Regions from separate parts of the Mus musculus genome. Here all the other regions are linked to region 1. A link is a contact called in public HiCAR-type, HiChIP or PLAC-seq and promoter capture Hi-C data. All regions are on one chromosome and are shown on one strand. Each heading gives the region's core, a stretch centred on a gene start, on an enhancer-like site or on the middle of the called end of the contact. The rest is flanking DNA. Distances are from core to core; before and after follow the strand shown. Region 1 holds the start of Mis18a (MIS18 kinetochore protein A). Region 2 has its middle 26 kb from the start of Scaf4. Region 3 has its middle 47 kb from the start of Scaf4. Region 4 has its middle 34 kb from the start of Hunk. Region 5 overlaps Hunk (hormonally upregulated Neu-associated kinase). Region 6 overlaps Hunk (hormonally upregulated Neu-associated kinase). Region 7 overlaps Synj1 (synaptojanin 1).

Evidence for each region. Promoter capture Hi-C pulls out the DNA fragments that hold promoters and counts their contacts. HiCAR-type assays count read pairs that join an accessible place to other places. HiChIP or PLAC-seq counts read pairs in DNA pulled down with a chosen protein or histone mark.
Region 2: a HiCAR-type map of embryonic stem cells shows a contact between it and region 1, with 3 times the contacts expected there. The contact joins the enhancer-like site here to the promoter of Mis18a in region 1. A contact is called at or near these places in 15 of 39 promoter capture datasets (the 3T3-L1 cell line, 3T3-L1-derived adipocytes, the HPC-7 cell line and 9 more), 6 of 15 datasets of contacts at CTCF or cohesin (the NIH/3T3 cell line, embryonic stem cells, hippocampal excitatory neurons and 2 more), 81 of 484 Hi-C or Micro-C datasets (the AML12 cell line, the Ba/F3 cell line, the C2C12 cell line and 47 more), 20 of 115 datasets of contacts at active chromatin or transcription factors (SST interneurons, VIP interneurons, acute myeloid leukemia and 13 more) and 4 of 9 other capture datasets (adipose tissue, embryonic stem cells, liver and 1 more).
Region 3: a contact with region 1 is called in a promoter capture Hi-C map of 3T3-L1-derived adipocytes, with 7 times the contacts expected there. The contact joins the enhancer-like site here to the promoter of Mis18a in region 1. A contact is called at or near these places in 25 of 39 promoter capture datasets (the 3T3-L1 cell line, 3T3-L1-derived adipocytes, the C10 cell line and 13 more), 5 of 15 datasets of contacts at CTCF or cohesin (the NIH/3T3 cell line, embryonic stem cells, hippocampal excitatory neurons and 2 more), 72 of 484 Hi-C or Micro-C datasets (the AML12 cell line, the C2C12 cell line, the C3H10T1/2 cell line and 42 more), 15 of 115 datasets of contacts at active chromatin or transcription factors (VIP interneurons, acute myeloid leukemia, astrocytes and 10 more) and 6 of 9 other capture datasets (adipose tissue, embryonic stem cells, embryonic tail and 3 more).
Region 4: a contact with region 1 is called in an H3K4me3 HiChIP or PLAC-seq map of embryonic forebrain, with 5 times the contacts expected there. The contact joins the enhancer-like site here to the promoter of Mis18a in region 1. A contact is called at or near these places in 11 of 39 promoter capture datasets (the 3T3-L1 cell line, cranial neural crest, frontonasal cranial neural crest and 7 more), 1 of 15 datasets of contacts at CTCF or cohesin (pro-B cells), 4 of 484 Hi-C or Micro-C datasets (cerebral cortex, cortical neurons and embryonic stem cells), 13 of 115 datasets of contacts at active chromatin or transcription factors (craniofacial prominence, embryonic basal ganglia, embryonic forebrain and 10 more) and 2 of 9 other capture datasets (adipose tissue and embryonic stem cells).
Region 5: a promoter capture Hi-C map of frontonasal cranial neural crest shows a contact between it and region 1. The contact joins the enhancer-like site here to the promoter of Mis18a in region 1. A contact is called at or near these places in 8 of 39 promoter capture datasets (the 3T3-L1 cell line, the C10 cell line, cranial neural crest and 4 more), 3 of 484 Hi-C or Micro-C datasets (bone marrow-derived macrophages, cortical neurons and embryonic fibroblasts), 15 of 115 datasets of contacts at active chromatin or transcription factors (craniofacial prominence, embryonic basal ganglia, embryonic forebrain and 11 more) and 3 of 9 other capture datasets (adipose tissue, liver and pancreatic islet).
Region 6: a contact with region 1 is called in a HiCAR-type map of astrocytes, with 3 times the contacts expected there. The contact joins the enhancer-like site here to the promoter of Mis18a in region 1. A contact is called at or near these places in 9 of 39 promoter capture datasets (cranial neural crest, embryonic stem cells, frontonasal cranial neural crest and 5 more), 5 of 484 Hi-C or Micro-C datasets (the N1E-115 cell line, cerebellar granule neurons, cerebral cortex and 2 more), 11 of 115 datasets of contacts at active chromatin or transcription factors (SST interneurons, astrocytes, embryonic basal ganglia and 8 more) and 1 of 9 other capture datasets (adipose tissue).
Region 7: a promoter capture Hi-C map of liver shows a contact between it and region 1, with 2.1 times the contacts expected there. The contact joins the enhancer-like site here to the promoter of Mis18a in region 1. A contact is called at or near these places in 6 of 39 promoter capture datasets (cranial neural crest, embryonic stem cells, fetal liver and 3 more), 1 of 484 Hi-C or Micro-C datasets (embryonic stem cells), 1 of 115 datasets of contacts at active chromatin or transcription factors (extraembryonic endoderm stem cells) and 1 of 9 other capture datasets (adipose tissue).

Annotation. Positions count from the first base shown.
Region 1 is chr16:90,726,108-90,728,653 of GRCm38.p6, forward strand. Mis18a (MIS18 kinetochore protein A) reads right to left here and starts at 1,264. Exons shown (of 5, transcript NM_025642.1): 1 at 919-1,264; 2 at 186-252. The coding sequence starts at 1,165. Gm17518 (a long non-coding RNA gene) reads left to right here and starts at 1,313. Exons shown (of 2, transcript XR_876238.3): 1 at 1,313-1,564; 2 at 2,213-2,546.
Region 2 is chr16:90,308,777-90,311,322 of GRCm38.p6, forward strand. No RefSeq gene overlaps it. Among named protein-coding and RNA genes, the nearest start is that of Scaf4, 26 kb to the left of the region's middle. Within about 2 kb of position 1,280, at least 16 of the 459 cell types and tissues checked have an H3K27ac peak or open chromatin away from gene starts, as enhancers often do. A contact at or near this core is called in embryonic stem cells, epiblast stem cells and stem cell-derived epiblast-like cells, where this site is marked.
Region 3 is chr16:90,329,894-90,332,439 of GRCm38.p6, forward strand. No RefSeq gene overlaps it. Among named protein-coding and RNA genes, the nearest start is that of Scaf4, 47 kb to the left of the region's middle. Within about 2 kb of position 1,283, at least 8 of the 459 cell types and tissues checked have an H3K27ac peak or open chromatin away from gene starts, as enhancers often do. A contact at or near this core is called in pancreatic islet, where this site is marked.
Region 4 is chr16:90,351,531-90,354,076 of GRCm38.p6, forward strand. No RefSeq gene overlaps it. Among named protein-coding and RNA genes, the nearest start is that of Hunk, 34 kb to the right of the region's middle. Within about 2 kb of position 1,276, at least 17 of the 459 cell types and tissues checked have an H3K27ac peak or open chromatin away from gene starts, as enhancers often do. A contact at or near this core is called in cortical neurons, embryonic forebrain, forebrain and 1 more, where this site is marked.
Region 5 is chr16:90,404,551-90,407,096 of GRCm38.p6, forward strand. The region is part of intron 1 of Hunk (hormonally upregulated Neu-associated kinase); the gene reads left to right. Among named protein-coding and RNA genes, the nearest start is that of Hunk, 19 kb to the left of the region's middle. Within about 2 kb of position 1,266, at least 33 of the 459 cell types and tissues checked have an H3K27ac peak or open chromatin away from gene starts, as enhancers often do. A contact at or near this core is called in embryonic stem cells and trophoblast stem cells, where this site is marked.
Region 6 is chr16:90,421,031-90,423,576 of GRCm38.p6, forward strand. All of the region lies in intron 1 of Hunk (hormonally upregulated Neu-associated kinase), which reads left to right. Among named protein-coding and RNA genes, the nearest start is that of Hunk, 36 kb to the left of the region's middle. Within about 2 kb of position 1,276, at least 84 of the 459 cell types and tissues checked have an H3K27ac peak or open chromatin away from gene starts, as enhancers often do. A contact at or near this core is called in the N1E-115 cell line, SST interneurons, astrocytes and 6 more, where this site is marked.
Region 7 is chr16:90,994,450-90,996,995 of GRCm38.p6, forward strand. The region is part of intron 2 of Synj1 (synaptojanin 1); the gene reads right to left. Among named protein-coding and RNA genes, the nearest start is that of 4930404I05Rik, 16 kb to the right of the region's middle. Within about 2 kb of position 1,267, at least 149 of the 459 cell types and tissues checked have an H3K27ac peak or open chromatin away from gene starts, as enhancers often do. A contact at or near this core is called in adipose tissue, extraembryonic endoderm stem cells, fetal liver and 1 more, where this site is marked.

The sequences.
Region 1 (2,546 bases), core at 14-2,513:
CACGCCTTTAATCCCAGCACTCGGGAGGCAGAGGCAGGCTGATTTCTGAGTTCGAGGCCAGCCTGGTCTACAAAGTGAGTTCCAGGACAGGCAGGGCTATACAGAGAAACCCTGTCTCGAAAAACCAAAAATAAATAAATAAAATAAAATTTTCTCTCACATATTCACATAAATATCTTACTTACCAACCGTCTTCATCTCTGCACTTGGACAGTTTCGGTTCCTTATCCACAGAGACGTTACAGGAGACGCCTGGAAAGAGAGTCGCAACACTTTGTTAGTGTGGTTTGTTGTTACACACCTGCAGACAGGAACTTTTAACTCAACTTTAACTTGTATTTTAGAGGACTAGGGGAAAAAAAGAGCCCAAAGACTGGTGGGAAGTGGGGTACTCCCGTGGTTCAGCACTAAAGGGATGGGGGCCTTCTGGGAGAAGAGGTGGAACAAGGATTACTTCACATCCTTTTCTGAAAACCAGTGGGGTTAAGAGATAAACAAAATGACCCAGCGAAGAGCATTGGGACTCACCCAGTAAAGACATCGCCTACTCTGTGGCCATATACCATACACTTATTTAATCGTCCCCGTTATCCCATCATTATCCCTCGTTTTGGAGACGAGAAACTTGAGGCACAAGCAGTTGAACAGACTGCCCAAGGACACTAAGCTAAGTCCCCAAAGCAGCTGACAGAGTCCGTCAGATGTGAAAACACTCCCCTGAAGGAAGCACCTTCCTAAAACGTCAGGATGACGCTCAACCGCTGCCCTTGGGGGGCATGGAAGACCCAGGAAAAAACTTGTCACTCGTGAGCCACCCACAGGGACGCCTCTCCTGCGGTTTGCTGGGACAGCTCTCGTCCCCACCCCAGCCCCCGCAGCCCCAGGAAACCCCGACGCAGGAGGGCGGCCCGAACTGACTGCGCAACAGGATGCAGTTGGTGTCCTCCTGGCTGGCCACCCAGGTGAGCGAGTCGCCCAGTGGCCGGCGACAGCGGGCACAAAGGAACACCAGCGGGTTCTCCGCCGCGGCCGCCTTCTCCTCAGGCCGTTCCTTCTCTAGCCCTAACGCGTCTGCGCTCGACATGTTTGCCCACTTCTGCAGCCGCAGGTAGCGGCTCGAGTCTTCCGACAGACGCTTCTCCAGCAGGGGGGACTCGCTCGACATAGCCAGGCGGTTTTAACCACAAGCGGTCAAGGAACATCCCAGAGACCAGGAAGCAGCCATGACATACGAATTTGCCGCGCCCCGGAACCTCACGGGAATAATACCTCTGCGCATGCGCAAGGTGCAAGAGGCGGGGCACCGCCCGAAGGGGTGGGACCTGAAGAAGGGCCCGACTGCATCGAAGGCGCATGCTCGCCATCTGACCGGCGCGCGAGCCGCGCTCACTGCGCTTGCGTCCTGCGGTCTTCCTGAGCGAAAGCTGGTGAACTGGGGTGCTGGGGTGCTATCTGCGGGCATTTCAGCTCCTTCCGCCGCTGCTGAGAAAGTTGAAGGCTTCGAATTAAATGAGTAGCAGCTCACCTAGTTCCTCCACACTGTTAGCGGGCATGCCCGTGCTGGGTAAGCAGACCCATCTTCACGGAGCCGAAAGTGGACCCAGGAATTCCAAGCGGTGTACTGCAAGTCACATCTCTGATTCTAGCCCGTCTGCTCCCGGAGACCCGCTTTCCTACATCTAGAAAAAAACAGGGGTCTGTGGCGAGCCAAAGACGCCCCCTGCCTCAAGGACCCAGCGTTACTGAGACTAGCACTGCAAGGAAAAAATATGAGAAGCTGGAGGGGACAGCATCGCTGTGGCTACAGAGTGGGCGTGTGTCTGGGTCAGAGTATGGTTCACCCTACTCCAGGGCGGGAAGGACGGTCAGTCTAAAGAAAGTCAGCTTTTGATTTCAAAGACCACAGGCTAGAGGGAAGGCGCGCCACCACGAACAGCCTGGATGCATCAGTAAGAAACAACACGCAAAGACCACCATATCCCCCTCCCCCCCCCCCCCCCCCCCAGTCACACTACCCAGTTCGCTTCACTAAACTACATCACACTTACCACCTATTTTCGTATCTCTGGCCACTAGCAAAAAGTTTCAAATCCTAAGTCGTTGACCTGACCGAGGTGGTACCAGGCTGGAAACTAGAAAGGCTATTTTGCCTTCTCTGAATATGATTTTGACTTTCTGTTTTTTGAATCTTTTTTTTTTTTTTTTTGTCCAGGCTGCCCAGGAATTCATTATGTAGCTCACCCACAGTGATCCTCCTGCTTCAGCCTCCCACATGCTAGGATAACAGCCCAGCCCAGAGGCAAAGAAATGACTCCTTTTGGAACCTATTTCAACAAGTCCCTGAGGCGTATCGACCTTTAACCGCCAGGAATCCTGTGGTCCTGCTTGAGGTGTGCCAAGACGGAACGGAGCAAAGAATACCATAAACCAACAGACTTTGCAAATACACTGGAAGGTACACCAATAGGCAGATTACAGCAAAGCAGTGGGACCCTGCTGTAGACCCTGATGCTACCTGGCCATACTCTTAGCATTTTGGTTATAAG
Region 2 (2,546 bases), core at 30-2,529, 420 kb before region 1:
CAGGTATACCCTCTGCTGTCTCTTCTCTCTCCATTTACCAAGAAAAAGAGTAAGTGTTAAACGTCAAAGCACCTGATTTCTTCCACTCAACGCTGCTTTCTTGAAAAATATAGGATTTGCTGCCATTTTCTTTTCTTTTTTTTTTTTTTTTCCCTCGCCCCCCCCCCCCCCCACTCCTCTACCCACCGACTGCCACTTTTGGGCCCTGGCATTCCCCTGTACTGGGGCATATAAACTTTGCATGTCCAATGGGCCTCTCTTTCCAGTGATGGCTGACTAGGCCAACTTTTGATACATATGCAGCTAGAGTCAAGAGCTCCAGGATACTGGTTAGTTCATAATGTTGTTCCACCTATAGGGTTGCAGATCCCTTTAGCTCCTTGGGTACTTTCTCTAGCTCCTCCATTGGGGGCCCTGTGATCTATCCAATAGCTGACTGTGAGCATCCACTTCTATGTTTGCTAGGCCCCGGCATAGTCTCACAAGAGACAGCTATATCAGGGTCCTTTCTTGCTGCCATTTTCTGAGTCACAGGTTGTAGGCAAGACCTCACAGATTATAAAAACCAAATGGAGTGTAGACTCGGACCCAGAACTTTATTTTTGAAATCTGCATCTACTTTTTTTAAAAAAAGTATTTGAAGAGTAATTTCTTTTTTTAAAAAAAATTATTTATTTTTATCTTATGTACATTGGTAATTTGACTACATGTATGTCTGTGAGGGGTCGGCTCCCCTAGAACAGGAGTTAAAGACAGTTGAGAGCTGCCATGGGGGGCTGGGAATTGAACCCAGGTCTTCTGGTAGAGCAGCCAGTGCTCTTAACTGCTGAGCCATCTCTCCAGCCCCAAAGAGTAATTTCTTAAATAACAACAAAGGAATTCCAAATTTACTTGGAGATGACCATATTTATCTTGTTACATTAAATATTTCAACCCTGTGCACTGGTGAGCTGTCTTGTATTAACATCATGTAGAGAAGACGAAGAGCCAGTTTCACTGGTAACTGAGAACCAAAAATGTAGTCTTTCTAAGCGGTTTAACCTACTAACTGTGTCTATAGATGGCTGTTTTCTTAGAAAGTATATTCCTTCTCTTTTTGCTGAGGTCTGGTCTGTTGCTATGTATTGTAATGCTAAATTCTGTATTCCAAGGTCTAGTTGCCTCAAGAGGAGTGAATTCTCCAGTATGGCAGCTTTTGTTGTGCAAACCTCGTTCCTTCTTTTAAACTGGTGTTTGAATAAAGATGCCTACAACTTGTAGCTAGGTGGAAGAGAGGTGGGCGGGGCTTCAGTTCCAGAGCTTGGAGTCTGAGTCAGAGACAAAGAGGGAGAGAGGAAGAAGACAGAACAAGGCACCATGGGGTAGGTAGATTGTGAATACATGCCCCCCCCCCCCCCAAGACTGGCCTGATGGAGTAGGAGTGGCTCAGATGGAACATGGCAAGTGATATCTTGGGATTACTGACAGAGAAGTAGGCAAAACAGCATAGGGGGTTGATATCTGCCCAGTTTTGCTACTTTAAGGCTTATTATAAACATAAAGGTTTGGGTCTTTTATTTGGGAACTAGATGATTAAAGGTGGGGTAGAAACCCCCCAAATAATATTTACTGCAATATTTCCATTCCTGAGATGGTATTGCATACACTCGGGCAAGTCAAGGATAATGGCTTGCTAAGAGTTAAGGGAACTAGGAGTAAGTACATTTCTTCCATTTGTGATGCAAGTGATGTAATCCTACAGCCTTTAGCCATGGACCATCTGAGGAAGACTGAGCAAAGGGGAAGGTTGACAGGTGAGCAACTAGGCAGACACCTCAGGAACATAAGCCGTGTTAACCCTGACAGTGACCAGGAAGGATACGACTTAGAGCCAAGTCTTCCATTCAGAAAACCACAGCGCACTAACATTTAAAACTGGGGTCATTTAGGCTTTCCAGCGTTTATTGGGAGTATTCAGGTTGACCTATAGTCAACCAATAGTAAGTCTGAAACCGCAGAGCCCTGCAGCACCTTCAAGACTCTCAGTGTTTACTCCGTGGCTTGGCTCCTCCTTTCTAACCGCGTTTGGGATCCAGCTTATGTCCACTGGGTACACACTGAATTGCTGTCTCTTTGCCAGTGTCCCTCGACATACCAGAGGGGAAAGGGCTGGGTGAGGTTGGGTTTATTTCTGTTCATCCGCTCACTCCCAGGCCCATCCTAGTGACCACACAGGAAGCCAGATGTTAAGTGGTTCTCACACAGAGGCCTTACGATTTTATACATAAGTGAATTTATTTCTAAGGTTTTTCTATTTCAGGGAAATATGTTTTTGGAGAGTATCCCTTAATTTAATGGTACATTCTTTTATGAAGTTTTATCTCATATCTTTTAAAAAGAAGAAAGGCAGGCTGGAGAGGTGGCTCAGCAGTTAAAGAGCACTGACTGCTTTTCTGGAGGTCCTGAGTTCAATTCCCAGGAACCACATGGTGGCTCACAACCATCCATAATGGGATCTGATGCCCCCTTCTGGTGTGTGTGAAGATAGCTACAGTTTACTTGTGTAC
Region 3 (2,546 bases), core at 33-2,532, 400 kb before region 1:
CCTCAGGAGCAGGCAGCATGCCCCCCTCCCGGCCCCCCCTCAGATATTATTAGCCACTTAGCGACACCTTGAACGTGTTAAACCCTATTTCTGTACTTCTACCAGCCCTTGCTTCTTCAGACTTCTTTGAAATAGCAGTTCCTGCAGATTTCAGCACAAGCGTCTCGCTAGAGCCAAAGGAACCACAGTGCCCATCATGTGTGTGACTTGGTTCCAAACCAACCCCAGGGCTGCAGGACCATCTTCCAAACACACAAGCCACAGTCTTGTTGAAAGGTTGTTGCATCTTCTCTCTGTGAAATAGTCATAGATACCTTTTACATACATTGCTCATGTGTCCTTTTTTAAAATATACATATATGTAACACCATAGATCAGGTGATAGGTGGTCACAAGATATCAAGTACCATTTATCTTTGTGTGTGTGTGTGCCCACATGTATGCATGCATGCGTGCATATGAGTGGTGTACTTGTGGGTATATAGAAGCTAGAGAATGACACCTGGCAAAACCAGAACACTATACAGTCTTCAGAAAGACAGCTTGGGGCCTCTCTCCTGACACCTCTAGGCACATGCACTGTGTCCTTTAGCTATGGAGAGTGTCCCCAGTCACCTTCAATATGAGCTATTCCTGTTAGGCTCCTGTACTAAGGCTTATTTGGCAGGTGATGGGCCTTTGTGAAGTCACTGGACTCTGAGGGATGTGACCTAGTTAGCAAATGATCAATCTGCTGATGAATTTGTTAGGAAGTGGTAGAGACTGGGAGGCAGGGTCTGTCTAGAGGAGCTAGGTCACAGCAACATGTGGCTGAAGAGTATGATTGCGTCTGGTGCCTTCTCATCTCTCCCTTTGCTTTATAGGCACTGCAAGGTGGGCATGTTCGCTCTACCATGGCCTGAAATCACTGGAGCCAAACGCTGGATGAACCATGAAAGAAACCTCTGAAGCTGAGCTCCCTCCCAGCAGACTTGAGACAATTGGCCTCTGGCCATTGGTTTTCTTTTGCTTTAGAAGTAGCGAGTCCTCTTGGTTGGAGGGAGCCTCCTTAGTGTCGACAGAGCTATCTGGTTATTTTTGCTTTCTTCTCTCTGTCCTTCATGGTCTTCTTTCATTTGAGTGGATGGAAAACCTCCTAATGATATCTTAAAATGTTGTTTTCCTCTCACACACTCAGCAGTCTGTATTTCCCTAACACTCGTTCGAAGATCAGAATACATCTCGATAGTCATGGTAGGCATTAGTCAGTTATGGGTTGGACCTGCCCGGTAGACGTTTCTGTCATCATGGAACTGTTCTCTGTTTCCACTGTCTACAGAAGCCACAGGCATCCTTGTGTGCTTCAGATATGACTAGTGCCAACAAGAAACCACAGTTTAAGTTTTATACAAATTAAAAATTTAGATGGCTCCATGCAGCCTGCAGTTGCGGTACAGGGCAGTACAATTATGTGACACATAGGTACTGTCTGCTTTCTCCTCCAGTTCCTGGTTGCAATGTCACCCAGGTCCACTCCTTCCCTGTCTCTAAGCTCCTTAATACCAAGGAAGTAAGCACTCAGCTCTGTGCCCTCTGGTTTCTGCGACTCTCAGACTCCTTTGCAGGTCGAGTGGGAGGGAGGGCTGGGCAAAGCTTGTAGAAACGTCAGCTACCCAGGTGAGAAAATTCCGGTTGCTTTGCATTCTCTTTATTGACACAATAGGGTTACCTGGTTCAGAGGAGGGCAACAGCTAAATCTTAAAATGAGACACCAGAGTCACAGGTGGATCACATTTCTATTTCATTTTAACGTGTGTTTAAACTAATATAAGCCATTAGAGTGGCGCCTACTTGAAAACAACATATTATCAACATTTTAGAAGAAAGCTTGTGGGAATGGTAAATACACAACCAGAAAATAATCCAAAGAACGAGCTCTGCATTTGCACAGAGGAGGGCAGCGAGCGCTGTTCTCAAGCCTCCAGCGGAGGCTCCATCTCTTTGGGATGGAATAAGCTGACCAGGACTCGGGATGAAGGGGAAGATTGGGAAAGGTGGTTTACACAATGGTGTCCCTGAGAGAACACTGGGATAGGGTGTTTCTCAGGCAGTGAAACACTTATTCTGTGAGCAGTCTTCAAAGTCAAGTTAGAAGTCCTGCGAAGAGGAGCTGCCTAGAGACAACAGTGCAGAGATGCCATGCATTGGGGAGGATCCAGGGTGGCCCAGTGGCATTGACGGTAAGGTAGAGGGTCTGCTTCAGAGTGGGTCAGATAGAGACTATGTAAGGGACAATTCTCCAGCTTGAAGGAAAGTCAAGAAGCCTGCTGATTTGGTTCCCAAGGGTCTCTCCTGGCTTCCTGGAATCTTATCGCCGTGCCTTCACACCAGAGAGAGAACTACGGTTCCTTCCTCCTCTTATAAGAATTGAGGATCCCACCCCCTGACCTTATGAAAGCTTCGACATGAATCTGGCCTGCTCACACCTTTGGGTCCCAGGGTTGCAGCATTCAGGACTGAAATAAATTTCTGTTAAGCCACCTGCTCTGATACATTGTGACAGTAGC
Region 4 (2,546 bases), core at 26-2,525, 370 kb before region 1:
TGATTATCTAGACTCTCTAACAATTCTGTATAACTGTGAGGGCTTGGGTCCTCCCGCCCCTAAATACTTCAATAGGGCTTGTGCGTAAATTGCTTCATGCCCAACTCTTCTTTCTTTCTCAGACTATGCTACGACACTCGGTAAGGTTTCTTAGCTGATCTCACAGATGCCAACCCAGAAATCCCTTCCTCAGGAGGCTAAGCAACTGCTCAGCACCCCATTTGTGTTGAGTTTGGAGCCATTAAGCCGTTCAGATACTCAGGGTCGACCCTTTCTCCCAGAGCTGGCTGAGTACATCGTTAAAAGACAGCAGCATGGCTCTGTCGTACATTTGTTCCGGCCCAGAGGCCACACTTCTGAGCACAGTGTCTTAGAGAGCTGGTGAGTCAGTGCTCAACTGAGGAGCTGAAATTGGACCAGCTGGGGTTTGGAGGCTCGGCTGAAAAGCAGGCATGGAACTCAAGCTTAGCTTTCGAGCAACTTTCCCCCTTTCCGGGTGTGGGTGTATTTTTAGTACTTTTGTAGCTAAACATATATGTGTGTATACATATATATATATATTCTTGGAATATTATATATACTATGTATGCTAAGGATGACACACACACACACACACACACACACATATATATGATATATATATAGAGATACATCCCAGGAATGGTTTCAGTTGCATGTAACAGATTTATTTTTCTTTACACAGTAAAAAAAAAAAGTCCAAAGGTAGGTAGGTGGTGTCTAGAATTAATTCAGTCACTCAAATATTTCAGGACTGCCATCCTTATACTTATATTGTATTATGTATTATGTATTGTTCACCATCTCAAGATGGCTTCACCACTCGAAATATTACACACATGTTCCTAACAGAGAGGGCGAAAGAGGCATCCCAGAGCTAACACACAGAGGACATCGTTTCTGGACTCCTGGGCATGTCCCATTATGTTTCAGTAGATAGAATAGTGGTCCGTGGCTACCTGTAGTTGGGAAATATCTGAGACCCCAGGGAGCTGGTTGTCACGACTGGATTCAAATCGATCTTGATCCTCTTCCGCGAGGTGGTGTGCATAACCTTCTGTGATGCTGTTGGAACCGTGTTGTCAAGAACTGAAGGGAAGCAGAATGTCAGAGCACTGTCACCAGGACACACATTCCCATGTGGTGCCATGTGTCTCCTAATGTGCCTTCTGCCTCCTGTCTCATCCCTGATACTGTTAGAGTCTCAGAAGTGATCCCATCTTCTGCATTTCTCTGTTGGGCCTGGATAGCGATTTGGCACAGTCGTACTCAGTAAGAATGGAAGGATTCACCAGCAGACTAGCATATGCCAGGAGGCACTGCAAGGGAGGGCTGGGAAGTTGATTAAAGTCTAGTGGGGTTCAGATGGAAAAGTCAGGCTGAGGCATTTGGGCCAGCTGCGCTCAGTCACCGACAGGATTGCAGGCTCTGTGTTTTTGAGGCCCCGAGTTTACACTTCACGATGTGGCTCCTAATGACATCTTTTGAATGCTGAAAGCACTTTCTTTTCTTGCCCTTTAGGGGGTGGGGGAAACATGTTTCAAAAAGAATCTCATCAATGATCCAATCAAAGAAATGTCATTCATGAGAAGATAAGCAGCAGAAGAAATCCCCCAATGCTGCATTTGGGCAGATTTCAACAGCTCATTTATATTTTAGAATGGGAATGTAAATTAAAAGGCTAAACACTTGAAAGCCCAAAAATATTCCTGGTTTGACATTAAAGTCAGGGAATTGATCACATTTTCGGAACATAGCTAGTAAAAAGTGCTAATTTATGGCTAAGTAATTAAACAGGGAGACAGATGGAGAACCAAATGAGTTTTCCTCACATCCCAATTTGCATACTGTTCCTGATGGTGCCTGTTCTTACTTCTGTGGACCGTGCCCTCCAGCACTGAAGTACATGCAGCGATATGTAAGTCACTTTTGCAGCCATGCACTTGGAGAAGGTAAGCGGGAGACCCGTAGATCCACAGACTTAGCACAAATCTTCAGTCAGAGGGTCTCTCAGTCGGGGGGTCTCTCAGTCAGGAGGGTCTCTCAGTTAGGGGGGTCTCTCTCTTGTTTCCTCAGCTGCTCAACATGTTGATTTCCTTTATAGGAGCAGCAGGCAACGTCAGATAACGAAAATCCCTCTTCTCCACTGTACTGGCTAGTTTTGTGCGTCAACTTGACACAGGCTAGAGTTATCACAGAGAAAGGAGCTTCAGTTGGGGAAATGTCTCCATGAGATCCAGCTGTGGGGCATCTTCTTTGTTGGCGGTCAAGAGGGGGAGGGCCTCTTGTCGGTGGTGGCATCCCTGGGCTGGTAGTCTTGGGTTCTATAAGAGAGCAGGCTGAGTAAGGCAGGGGAAGCAAGCCAGTAAGTAGCATCCCTCCATGGCCTATCAGCTACTGCTTCCTGACCTGCTTGAGTTCTAGTCCTGACTTCCTTTGGTGATGAACAGATATGTGGAAGTATAAGCTAAATAAACCCTTTCTTCTCCAACTTGCTTCTTAGTTGTGATGTTTTGTGCAGGAATAGA
Region 5 (2,546 bases), core at 16-2,515, 320 kb before region 1:
GGCTATTTCCATATTAAAGATATTAGCTTTATCTTTATTGTGTTGTAGCTATTATCTTCTACTTAGTCACTTGGCTTTCTTTCTGATTCATTGATGACTTTTTGGCAAAGGTCCATCGAGGTTTTGCTTTGCTTTCTTTAGCCAACCAGTTGATACCTCTCTCTCTCTCTCTCCCTTCCTTCCTCTCTCTCTCTCTCTCTCTCTCTCTCTCTCTCTTTCTTTCTTTCTTTCTTTCTTTCTTTCTTTCTTTCTTTCTTTCCTTCTTTCCTTCCTTCCTTCCTTCCTTCCTTCCTTCCTTCCTTCCTTCCTTCCTTCCTTCCTTCCTTTCTTTTTTGTTTTCCGAGACAGGGTTTCTCTGTATAGCCCTGGCTGTCCTGAAACTCACTTTGTAGACCAGGCTGGCCTCGAACTCAGAAATCCGCCTGCCTCTGCCTCCCAAGTGCTGAGATCAAAGGTGTGCGCCACCACAGCCCGGCGATACTTTTCTTTAGTGTCCCCCTTGTTTTCAAGCTTACATAGAGAGAGAAGGAGTTGTTGGCTTTGCTTTATACATTGTCCGTGACTTGCCAGTTTCTTGTTTCCTGAAGAAGCCTTTTTGCTGGGGTAGGGAGGCACCTTTGACTATATTTTCTCACCTGTGGCATATTGGCGGGCTGCAGGCTTTGGGGGTTCACAGCTTCTGCCTCCCAACTTTCTGCTTCTGTGATTTTGGGTAAGGTATTGAAGCCCTTTTAAACTTCCGTTTCTCCATCTGTAGCACAGTCAAATCTACTTCATGAATATTCAGTGACAACCATGCACATATGTATATGTAAATGGAGTGTGTGTTGCTTAGCTTAGAGTGTGTGTGTGTGTGAAAGAGAGATTGTATGTGTGTGTGAGTGTTGTGTGTGTGTGTGAGAGAGAGCGAGAGAATGTGTGTGTATGAGTGTGTGTGTGTGTGTGTGTGTGTGAGTGAGTGAGTGTGATTGTGTGAGTGAGCATATTGCTTTTGGGAGCACTTAATTAGCTTAAAGCATATTCATCATTGTGTTGGAGAACACATGGCAGTTATTTATGCTTTTCATTTAGATCCTCAGACCTGTTCTTAAACTTAAAGGTATTTAGAGGTCAGATTCCTTGAGCTAGCAAGACAGAGACCGCCCACTAGGTTTATCTGGACGACGGAGTTGACCTCTGAGGATAGAGGCGAGGGGGTGAAGAGGATCATGGGACACCTCTGCAGCAGTTACCCCCCCCCCCCCCCAGGGCAGGAATGCCTCTGGACGTGCAGGGACACACATGTCTGCATTCCTCAGCTTCCACACCCCTCGTATCTGCCTGTGCCATGAGCCTCTTGGCAGCCTCCATTCTCTGCCTGGGGAAGGGGCTTCTCTGTCCCCTGGTTCTTACTTTCTGCTCTTTTTAGGCATCTGGTGTGTTGTGTGTGTGTGGGTAGGTGGTGTCCCTTACCTTTCTAGGATTCATGACACCACACCAGGGATGATCACTGAACCTTCCTGGCCTCACCTCTTAGTCACCTTTATGGCCCTTTTAACGGTAGAGACTTCTTTCCAACAAGTAATTAAGAATGAAATTTATAGAGACTTCTGCCCCAGTGACCAGAGTTTTAGGGTTGGGGCTGCGTCGTCGGATGTGATTTTGATTTGATGGCTCCCACTTTCCTCAACAGGCAGCTGGACATTTCCAGTGTGTGCTGCCTTTAGCTGACCCCTGCTTAGAAGCCCCTGGAGCTCTTGAGACCTCCGCTGACAGCAGGGTCCTGGATAGGAGAATGGGATCTTGTACTGGAGTTTCCTGGAGTTCTGTTTCCAATCCCACAATGCCCTCATCCTCCCCTCCCACAAGGCCATTTTGCTCTTGTACCTCTCTGGCTGCATGTGGCCGCCAGTTGTCCCAGGATGGAGACGGGATATTGTTTCCTGTTGCCTGTGGGACACGAACACGTCTTGAATTAAAGCTAATTTTGGAGTTTGAAGTATTAAATGTCAAATTTGAAAGAGAACATGTCTAAGACTTCTTTGTTGTAAAAAGGAAGGTTATCCAAGGCCTAGGGGAAGGGACGGGAAGAAAGAAGTGGGAAAAAGAAAAGAACTGGTTCCCTCGTCCCTGCACCATGACGCTCTGTCTGCACCCCTGGAAAAGGCACCCTTCTGATGAAGTCTGCTGTTTTAATATTTCTCTACCAAAAAGTCATTTACGATAAGGTAGCCTGAACTCTTTCCCCTTTTTGTTCTGTTTAAAATGACATCAAATCAGTTTGCTATAGTATTACTTAATACATAGAATGTATGGCTATGTATAAAATTAAGTATGGTTAAATAATTTTATTTTATTTATTTTTTAAGTGAAAAACCATTTGGCAGAGAGACTGAAGTGTCAGAGTGGTCAACACTGGGGAACTGTCCCAATTGTAATTGGACGAAAACAAGACACACAGCTATGGTGGTGAACTCCTTTCTGCTTTTGTAGTTGTGAGCATGCATGTGTGTCTCTCTGTGGATGTGTGTATGTGAATGCCTGTGTCTGCAGATGCCAGAAAGCAG
Region 6 (2,546 bases), core at 26-2,525, 310 kb before region 1:
TGTATCAATAGTACTTCATCTTCCTGTCAGAGGCCCCAGTTTCCTGAGTCCTACTATGTGCACACTCAGGTTGACTTGGCAGTCTTTTATCATGGCTTACAAAGGCAACAATCTTCTTAAGGAAGAAGGCAGGCTCTGGGGAAGAATTACAAGCCCCACGCAGGCACCCATGTCTGCAGTCCAGCCTTGGCCCTGCTAGCTCTGTTTTTTTTTTCCCCCAGTCCAACAGGATCTAGTTTCTTCTTTCCCACCAGCAGGGTGTGTTTCCAGGGTGATTTGCCCAATAAATTAGAACCGCAGTGGAGTGTGTACAAAGTAACCCCGGGAAAGTAGCTTCCGAACTCTACGGGGTGGGCGTGGGAGGGCTTCCCAGCCCTGCAGTGGCTGATTATTCTTTTTCCCTCTTAAAATAGAGTCAAGGCTTTTGCTTCTGCCCAGTGCCAGGTATGGCAGCTGTCGGGGAGGTTGGTTCTAATGAGCTCTGTGGTTTCTTCTAGGGGAAGGACATTTTTTTTCCCCACTCATTTTTAATACTGGAAGGGAAGACACTTATCCCCCTCATTTACAAAGAGATGAATTTTAGCTTGCAGCCACAGTGGGGGGTTGGGGTGGGGGAAGGCCAGCAGGGAGACAGGGGGTCAGGAGCAGTTGTGTTCAGCTACATAAACAGCAGCAATTAGTGGGTCCCTGTAAAAGGCAGCCATGCGCGTTTGCTGTCTGGCATCTCTTTCTCTGGGAATCCGAGCAGCGCTGAAATTAATTACGAAGGTGGCAAAGGGATATTTTCTGCTTCCTGTTAAATAATTCTCATCCACACAGGGGCACGTTCCAGTCGGATGCGTGTACACACAGGTTCTGGGGAAAGAAGGCATGAAGCCAATTGATTTTCAAAACTTCCCACTGGGTCATGTTATTCAAGCCAGTTTTCAGTCACTTTCTATGGAATTCTGGCTGGGGCTGGAGAGGCAGAGCCCCAAGGCCATTGTCATTTTTCCTTTTCTGGCTTCTTTAGGGGTGTGGGAGAACTTCTCTTTTGCTGATTTCCTGCGGCAGGTCACCCAGATTCTACTGTGTGTAATGAAGTTTACAAGGGCACCGCTATCAACTCCTTAGTTTGCTTAGGGTTCATAAGAAGCCTGGGATGGGCCGGGTAAACAGCCCTGGCCTTTGCTTTCTCATGGTCCAGGCCTTTGCTTTAAGTCTAGACGCAGAGGCTTGGTTTCTCCCGAGGCCTGCCGTCATCCTGCAGATGGCTGTCTCCTTGCGTGTCCTTACATGGCCTCCCTTTGACTGTCCTGACAGGGATGGCAATGTGGTAAAGAGACATCAGTGCCCCTCCTCTCGGTGAGCAGGAGATTTCCACAATGGTTTCCTCCACGCTGGCGTCTCTCCAGGACTCTTAGGCTGAGGAAAAGAAAAATCTGCAAGACTGTGCCAGCCAGAGGGGAAGCTTGCCGCCCAGAAAGAGACTTCTCGCATCTGACTGTGTATCAGACCCCATGAAGGAGAGACCCCGAGCTGAGTCAGGGATGGCCCAGGGATGGGTGGGACACCTCTGGACCAGGACAGCTTTGCATGTCTCTTGAGTTGTATTTAAACCCAGCCCTCTTTCAGGACCTCCCGGACGGGCATGGAGTTCACTTGGAACTCTTTATTTCTTAACTCTTTATTTCTTCCCCTGTCTAATGTGGTCAAATCGAGTCAATCTCTTTCCTGTGTTCATTATGGTTCATTGGCCTATCGAGGATGCTGGGCTAGCTTGTTAGGGCTACCAGGACCCAGGCTGGGACCTTAACTGTAACATTACTTGTGCCCATGACCGGTGTCTCTCTCTTATGAACTCATTAGCGTTCTTGGATTGAAGATCTACTCTTTTAACCTTGAGTTCCCTTCTCCCGAATGTAGTCACACCGGAGACTCAGCCCATACATTACTCAATCTAAATAAGTTCGAGTTTTCAGAATTTTCTCCCTTTAACCAAGTGCACTTGGATTCATTCATTCATTCATTCATTCATTCACTTGAGTGCCTTCTGTGTGTGGCAGGATACTAAGAATGTGGCAGGAAAGGAAGGGACCTTCTCTCCTAGGCTTGCGTGGCTCTCTCAGAGCCTGTCTGCAGTGAGTGCCAATGGCTTGCAGAGGTGTTAAGTGCCTTGGAGGTGGGAAGATAGGACAGAGGTAGGGGTTCTGAGCCCACAGGCGGCCTTGCTAAGAGGGAACATTTGCTCCAAGTCTCCTGAGGTTTGGGAGTCAAGGCCCCTGGAGCAGTGTTCCTGTGTAGCCTGAGGAAAAGCAGGAGTCAGTCAGTATGGCAGCTGGGGGAGGCAGGACAGATAGGAGTGGTTGAGGTGGGGCTGTGCAGGCAACATTAGGGCATTGGCTCTTCTTGGAGAAGTGGGGAGTCTGCATTCAGGTGTATTCACATGGACCCGGTGCTCTTGAGAAGGTAGCAGGTGACTCAGATAAATCTGGGGCATAGAAAGACTACTTGGCTGAGATCCACCCACCTACCTATCCCTCCACCCATCCATCCATCTATTTACC
Region 7 (2,546 bases), core at 17-2,516, 270 kb after region 1:
TCTGTGGGCACCAGCTCAGTATCTCCATGTTTGATATAGGTGACCTCTCCAAACACCAGTGTATTATATTAGGTATTCTGTCCAACTAGTAGAAGAACTTTCTTGCTGGAGTTACAGAATTCTGCCCATCTAAGGAGTCTGTCTTCTTGTTGATAGCCTGTTTTACTCACTCGTTTATCCTGGACACAGAAGCTGAATAAACTGGTAAATGCTGCAAGCCACTGCTTGACCACACGGTTTAGCATGGCAGTGGGGCAGTCTTTACTGACCTTCCTCTCACTTCCTTTGCTCTAAGCTGAGGCAAACTTGCTAATGAGCTCAAGCCAGGCAATAATTTCCCTAGAGCAGGCTACTATGGTTAGTCTACTGATAAAAAAATAAAATAAAATAAAAGACAACAACAACAAAAATCCCGGATGTTTAAAGGCAGAACCTTCCTAGCACTTAGCAGATCCACATTTAAGATACAACAAAGAACCAAGGAACATAAACCACATCTGGTATTTCAAAGAATTTCAAATAGCACATTCTGAAGTGTGAAATTCAAACTTAGCCACTGCCCTCCGTTCCCTGTCCCACCTCTCCCCAGCTCGAGGAGGCTTGCTAGGTCACAGGATTCCCTGTCCTCATCACACTTAGCCTTCTCCCTCCCCTCTGTCCACACCACAACCACAGAACCCTTGGCAGGGCTCCTGTATGCTGCTCTAGGAAAGCAAGTAAGCAGATTGCTCTGACCTCCCATTTCCTGTCTATCTTCTCTGCAGACACAGGCTCTTCTCAATCTACATCTTATCCAAGATTCCTTGCCAATTCCTTGGATTCCAGACTCTTATCTTAAAGCTCTTCCCCAGAGTTCCACATAGTATCTCACTTCCCCATCTGCCTCTCTCCACCCTGTCTACTCAAGCTTCTCCTCCGCGGCTCACTTTGGCCAGCCGGGGACTTATGGTCAGTTAGCTGGCAGCACAGGCTAAAGCTAAATGACTCAACTAACACCATCACATTCTCTAATATGTTCATTATTAAGTGTGGGCCTTTCTGTAACCAGTATGAAACTAGAGTGGGGAAGACTTTTAGCATGCTAGGGGAATCGTGTCTTCTTTCACATATCTAGCCGTCCTAGCATTATATTGTTCTATGTGTTTATGGTCAATTCAAATTTAAAATTTACAACAAAAACTGAATTGTTTTCTAAAGGAAACTACAGCTGCCTTTCTTAAGTGCTGCACTTCCTCATTCAGCGTACCATGGGTGGGGCTGGGAGTGGGTCTCAATTTTTCATGGCAGAAAATGCGGTTTCCAGGTCAGACTGCTCTACGGAGTCCCTCAGGCTACATGCTGTGTGAATTTAAAATATTATTGCTGTCATTGGAATGAAGGAATTACTGATGTATTAGTGTCAGCAGCAATTAGGTTAAATTAGCAGTTAGCAAAAAATCACCATTAGGTTCAATGACCACAGCCAGCAAGAGTTAAAAAGAAAATGTAACTTAATATTAAGTAATTCTCTCCCCATATGAATAGTCTCTGTAACCTAAATTATCATGAAATAAATATTCTCTCCTCATAACTATTTTCTTCTCAATTGCACAACAAATAAACACTGTCTCTCAGGCCCAGTGACCATCCTTCTATTGCACCGTCATCTAGCTTAAACATGTAAGCATACACCAAGCCACTTAATTATTTGTATTTCAGAGTTATCTTCTGAGTTCTCTCTCTCTCTGACTAAAGCAGATGAGGTTACATTTTTTTTTTATTATTGTTTTTTTTTCTTTCTTTTTTTTTAAGATTTATTTATTATTATATGTAAGTACACTGTAGCTGTCTTCAGACACACCAGAAGAGGGAGTCAGATCTTGTTACGGATGGTTGTAAGCCACCATGTGGTTGCTGGGATTTGAACTCTGGACCTTCGGAAGAACAGTCAGGTGCTCTTACCCACTGAGCCATCTCACCAGCCCGAGGTTACATTTTTACTGCCATGAGTTTCTATTACCAGCAATTTAGAAATGGTCTTACAGCTACAGTATTAGTTCATCATCTCTGCGATGATTATGGCACTAACACAAGGCCAGGTGTTTATGTGCACTATTTAATTTTCACAGTACCCTAAGGACAAAGCTACACCTTCCATTTGACCTGAGGAAATTGGCTTAAGTCAGTTACTAATTGTCTAAGTCTAAGGAGCCAGCATTAGAGGGAACCTCTTTTCTGGGCACAGTGACTAATACTTTAATCCCAGCATTGGAGATGCAGAGGCAGGTGAACCTGGTCCCAGGGGTACAGTGTGGGACCCTGGAAGAGCTACCTACTTCCTGCTCTTGAACTTAGGGTAGGTTCCATTGCTACATGTTCAATGGTACTGAAAAATGTAGAGTATAAGCAACAAAGGAAATAATAATGAATGTTATTACTCCCTGAATATGCGTATAGACTAGAAGTTCCACAAGGAAAGGGGTGTTTATCTAGTCTCAAAGTCCTCAGAACAATCAGGAGGGAGAACAAAAGCCTGCAACACCTAGTAGACGATTACCTTTACCAGT